2 separate regions of the Sus scrofa genome follow, and region 1 is linked to region 2. A link is a contact called in public HiChIP or PLAC-seq data. All regions are on one chromosome and are shown on one strand. Each heading gives the region's core, a stretch centred on a gene start, on an enhancer-like site or on the middle of the called end of the contact. The rest is flanking DNA. Distances are from core to core; before and after follow the strand shown.

Region 1 (2,719 bases), core at 125-2,624, 210 kb after region 2:
TGCCAGGTCCTTAACTCACTGAGGGAGGCCAGGGATCGAACCTTCACCTTATGGATACAAGTCAGATTCGTTTCTGCTGAGTCACGACAGGAACTCTGGAAGGACCCCTTTCTAAGCACCAGCCGGGGGCCACACCAGCCAGGCTGTGTGAGTGGGATGGAATGCCACTTCATGCCACTCGAGGACAGTGCTGAGCGTATCCAGAGCAGCCCGGCTCTGCCTCAGAGCTGAGACTGGGTCCCAGTCTCTACATTCATCACATAAAGTCATGGTACAGGGGCCCCCGCAGCCCTGAAACCTCTTGTTCTGTGGGGTTCAGGAGGTTGAACCTGAACGTGTGGCTGTATTAACACATCACATTTTTCCTTCCAAGAAAGTAAAAGCAGGACAGGTGCAGTGGGAGGGGGGCGGTGGCACCCTCAGGGCTTAGTGGGCCTGAGCACGTGCTGGGGAGGAGGGGCCACTGTGAGGATGGCCATGGTCCCCTGGGGGATGACCTGGTCCTGAGGGGAAGGTGGGGGGAGAAGGTAGGTCCCCTCAGGGTGACCTGGTCCTGGGCAGAAGGTGAGGGGAGAAGGCAGGCAGGCACGGGTGGATGAGGGTCCCGGAGGCGACACGTCGGCTGGATATCATGAGGATGGAAGGAAAGGCTGCAGGTCAGGGCTGCAGCTGATGGGAGGAAGACCCAGCAAAGCCCAAGAACTTGGGTGGACCTTGGCTGACAAGCTGCTCCAGGCACAGCCTGAATCCAAGAGGATGAGTCTGGGCTCAAGGGAAGGGCCCCGGCTCTCGGCCCAGGCTTTGGGAGGTGGGCTGCATTTCCATTTGCCTCTGCTACTTATTAGCCTGTGACCTTGGGCAGGATGCTTCTCCTTATCAGAACATAACAAAGCAGGATAACAGATCTACCGCATAATATTTTTTGTGGGGATTAAACATGATTATGTGCCTGACATACAGCAAGGACGGTAAGACTACTGTAAGGTTGATGTGGGCCTGGGGATGAAATTAAGGCCGAATAAAAAGAAACCACAGTGACTCATGGCTCAGAGAAAGGACCTGGACCTGGGCTGCCTTGGTGGCTGGTTCCCCTGTGCTCCTCCCCCAAACCTGGGGCTGCTGAACTTTGCAGGGGGGACTGTTAGGACCCGGCCCCCATTTCAGAGACACTGAGGCCTTTAGCGACCCCAGGTGTGGGCTTAGCCTTTGGACTCCAAGGTGTTTGTTTTCCCCTCACAGGACAGAAATGGGAAGAATGTGGGAGCCAGTGGGTGTTTGAAAAGTACAAACCAATCAGCTGAGTAACGGGAATGTGATGGCAACCTTGTCACTCAGTCTGATGGTGGATGGCCCCTCCTCCTTGGACAGTGGCCAAGGACCACCTGGCGCTGGGAGGAGGACCTGGTTGGGCAGGTCCTGGCCCATGTCAGGATGGGGCCTGTCCTCCCAGGCCAGGGCAGGGCGAGCGCACAACTTTCTATGTCACATTCAAGGCATGAGGACCCCTCTGTGTCCTGACCCTGGGCTGCGTCATCGCTCCCTCCAGAGAACCGTGATGAGCCTGAGGTTCTTCCAGAGTCACCCTGCCCCCTTTCCCTCATAGCACAGTCACCCTCTCTGGCCCCGCCTCACAGGATTCCCTTCCAAGCACAGCGTGTCTGTGACCTTTTCCTGCTGTGGAGACGAATCCTGGGACGCTGGCGTCTGCTGAGACAAGATGGGCCCGGAGCCCCTCGCTTCCCTTCTCTCTGGAATGCACTCAACACTCCTGCTCAGGATTGTGAAAAAATAAAGGGGTGTGTGTGTGTGACATTTTCTTTTCAAAATAGTTTAGATCGAGTCCTGCTGGAAGCGAGGAATATGACTAAATGATTTCTGAGACTCCCTTCCAGCCAGTGATTCATATCAGACACAGAGTTCTAAGCTGGAATGGACCATTACATTCTGGGCCAAATGTCTCATTTTTGCAAATAAGGAAAGTGACGTCCACGGAGGTTAAGAGTGATGGAGGCTGTGTGCTGCAGTGGGGAGAACACGGATTTAAAGCTAGGAGTTCTGTGTCTGAGGCCAGACTTCACCGGCCACCTGCTGTAAGACCTGGAGAGGTGAGAAGGACACACACGGGATGTCCTTCCACGTGGCGTTCTGAGAACGGTGCAACATCGCCTTCTCGAAGGACATGAGAAAACGTCACAGACTGCTTTATTAACAGGCTGCATGGTCAAGCAGCTTGCTCAAGGTCGCACCATGGCAAAACCAGAGAGGTTCAATAGCCATCACACAACGCTGCCTTTTTGAAGGTCCACCAAAGCTCTAGTGAAAAATTTTCTCATAAGACCCTAATTTAATTTCCACATACTTTCCTTTAACCCCTTTGGTACACAGACTGGCGCAGATGGGCTGCAGCCTCCCTCTGCCCCAGGGTCATGGCACTCGGACCTCCGACTGAGAGCTGCCAAGGGACCCAGTACGTCTATGGCAAGATTTCCTGGAACTCCTCTAACCAGCTTCCTGGCCCCAGCGGACATGGAGGTGCTACCTGGTAGCTTTCAGTGGGCTGTTAGACTACAGCTTATACCCTGAACACTGCAGTCGGATGAGAGTGAGGCACAAAGTTAAGTGAGCACAGGTCCTTTGAGTTCCCACTGGACAGACGCTTGGGAACTGGATCAGCCAGCCGTAGGTGCTTGGCTTGCCAGTGTGGGATCAGCCACAGAGG
Region 2 (2,703 bases), core at 145-2,644:
TGGCCCTGCCAGTGGAATGACCGAGGGCAGGTAACAGACTCCCAAGGGAGGGTCCTCATTCGTCAAACAGGACCCTCCTGATCACCTGGGGGAGGGGCTCTCAGGGTGACTAAATGGGCTAAAAGTGCTTGGTCCTGTGTCTGGCACATAATAAATGCTCAGGGGATTACGTTATTACAGCACTGGATACAGATGTCATTGTAACAACAACCAGATGGATACGAACTGTTTTCTTGATGCAATTTTTTTCACACGTAATGGAGTTTTCTTCCTCTTTTTGGTATCAGGATGTAATTTACTCCAGAGGAAAAGCAAGGCTCTCTTAACAGGAGGTGGGTGGGGTGTGCGATGAGCAGATCTGCCTTTCTGCCCCACACTGCGCAGGACACCACACACAGGCACATCCCTCATGTCTGTTACGTGACGGCCATGCCTGAGGTCCAGCAGGAGTGTCCCACTGAACCCCAACCACCGCCCCTGCTGGGGACATACCCTGCCTTCTCTCCCTCTCTAAACAGGGTGAACAGGCTGGCAGGCAGCTCTGCATAGATGGCATGTTTCTACCATGACTTTAGGGCTCTCAGTGCTACTGCTTAGAACCATATGGACAAATACCACCACAGGCTAGTTCCTGAACATCCCAAACTTAAAAAAAAGGAGTATATATCACTCGTCACCTTTTTATTCCTGCACTATCCTTCACTTCTAAACAGAAAGGGGGAAGGCCTAGAATTCAGAAGGGATAGTTGCTCATCTGATGATATACTATTATTGCCCAAATATATTCCTAACCAGTAAGTGAACAGGAATATTTAGAAAGCATCTAAACTAACATGTGTATAATTTTGACATTTTAAATCCAGAATTCAGTGAAGCATTTTTGAAAAGATGCCTCCAATATGCACAACTCTAAGTTCAGATTTTTAGGTCTGAACGTTTTCTGAGGAAGAGCATCCAAAATAAGCATTCAGCAATTTAAATCGAGAACCTAGGGGCCATAGTCAATCCGGCTCTGGGGCACCTTGACGCTCACTGTTCACTTCAACGGTCCCATTTCTTCTTGCTTTATTATCACCGTATGAAGGAATCATGGAAGCGAACGTCAGTGAAGCTTGGAAAAAGCCAGGAAACCTTACAAAGCTGAAGCAAACACACCATTAACCGGCCTTTTAAATTTAACTCAGCTGCTTGCTGCTTTTCTGTTCCCAGCCAGCCCACAGCGTTTAAAACCACAGTACAAAGTCCTAAAATTGAATCCTTAAAGTGGTTCTGTTACACCCAGTGCCTCAGGCGAGGCTGATTATTTACGTGGTGATTATTTACCTCCATCTCCCCATTTTTAAACCCTAACTCTCAGCTCTCTCAGGAAGGCCTGCCTCTGGTACACAATGCAATTCCAGGAAGCATCCAGCATCCAGCTGAGCACAGCAGCCGGTCCAAAACCCCAGTGCAAGACGGTAACCTAGCAATGCAGCAAAACAAGGCCAAACACGCACATTTAGATTGGGCTGTGTCTTAAAAGATGGGATTAGAGGCTGGAAGAGGCGGCGACTGTGGCCCTCACTTTGGCACAGATTTGGTGCAACGTGCACAACTCCTTGTTACTCCACCAAGCTGTGTGACTGCTTGTCTCTCGGGGTGACCCCCGGGGCAGCACTCGCCCAGTGCTGTGTTCTATCCCAAGAGGAAACAGGACAACCAACATTATCCAATGTGTTTCTTATTCCCCAAAGGCTAGCCCCAGGGGAAGAGTATCCTATAAAGTCATCTGCTGGCCATCAGGATCTCCCCCTCCCCTGCTTCTCGCCCCTTCTCTTGGCCGAAATCGGTAATGACGTCCCCTGCTCGGGAGAGTGTGCCATCTGCCTCTCATTACCGATTCCTTTCTTGTCAGCCTTTCCCCCTCTGCTGCGGGCACCGCACATCGTGGAGGCCAGTGTACCAGGGAAAAGAGGTGTACTCATCTCCCTCTCAAACCCAAATCCTTGTATGATGTGGGAACAAATTAAGGTACCAAAGAACATCAAGGAAGCTGGGGATCAGCACCAGCTGATGTTTCGCTTTTGGGATAAACATCTCTTGAAAAACTTAGCTTTTTACCTCTGAGAATTTCTTCAATGTCTACTTAGGTCATGCTTCTTTTAAATCATGCTTTAATTCACAAATTATAAGAATGGCAAAATCCTTTTATATACAACAACAGCTGTTAATAAAGTTGAGATTATGAAGTGTTAAATGTTTCTCTTACTGACTTCTTATAGCAACAAGTGATAACCCACACCAAGAATTGGGTAGAGGAGTTCCTGTCGTGGCTCAGTGGTTAATGAATCCGACTAGGAACCATGAGGTTGCAGGTTCGATCCCTGGCCTTGCTCAGTGGGTTAAAGATCCAGTGTTGCCATGAGCTGTGGTGTAGGTTGCAGATGCAGCTCGGATCCACATTGCTGTGGTTCTGGCGTAGGCCGATGGCTACAGCTCCGATTTGACCCCTAGCCTGGGAACGTCCATATGCCGCGGGAGCAGCCCAAGAAATGGCAAAAAGACAAAAAAAAAAAAAAAAAAAAAAAAAAAAGAATTGGGTGGAGAAATGGGCTGCTGCTGCTTATGGGGTTTAAATGTCACTCTGTCACACAGCACTATTTATGCTTGTCAGCAGCCAAGACATGGAAGCAACCTATGTGTCTACTGACAGATGAATGGATT

What was found. HiChIP or PLAC-seq counts read pairs in DNA pulled down with a chosen protein or histone mark.
Region 1: a contact with region 2 is called in an H3K27ac HiChIP or PLAC-seq map of skeletal muscle, with 3 times the contacts expected there. The contact joins two enhancer-like sites. A contact is called at or near these places in 2 of 47 Hi-C or Micro-C datasets (embryonic fibroblasts and heart right ventricle) and 1 of 2 datasets of contacts at active chromatin or transcription factors (skeletal muscle).

What each region holds. Positions count from the first base shown.
Region 1 is chr14:20,901,762-20,904,480 of Sscrofa11.1, forward strand. The region is part of intron 2 of PALLD (palladin); the gene reads right to left. Among named protein-coding and RNA genes, the nearest start is that of PALLD, 120 kb to the right of the region's middle. Within about 2 kb of position 1,375, at least 24 of the 83 cell types and tissues checked have an H3K27ac peak or open chromatin away from gene starts, as enhancers often do. A contact at or near this core is called in skeletal muscle, where this site is marked.
Region 2 is chr14:20,692,302-20,695,004 of Sscrofa11.1, forward strand. The region is part of intron 16 of PALLD (palladin); the gene reads right to left. Among named protein-coding and RNA genes, the nearest start is that of CBR4, 72 kb to the left of the region's middle. Within about 2 kb of position 1,395, at least 29 of the 83 cell types and tissues checked have an H3K27ac peak or open chromatin away from gene starts, as enhancers often do. A contact at or near this core is called in skeletal muscle, where this site is marked.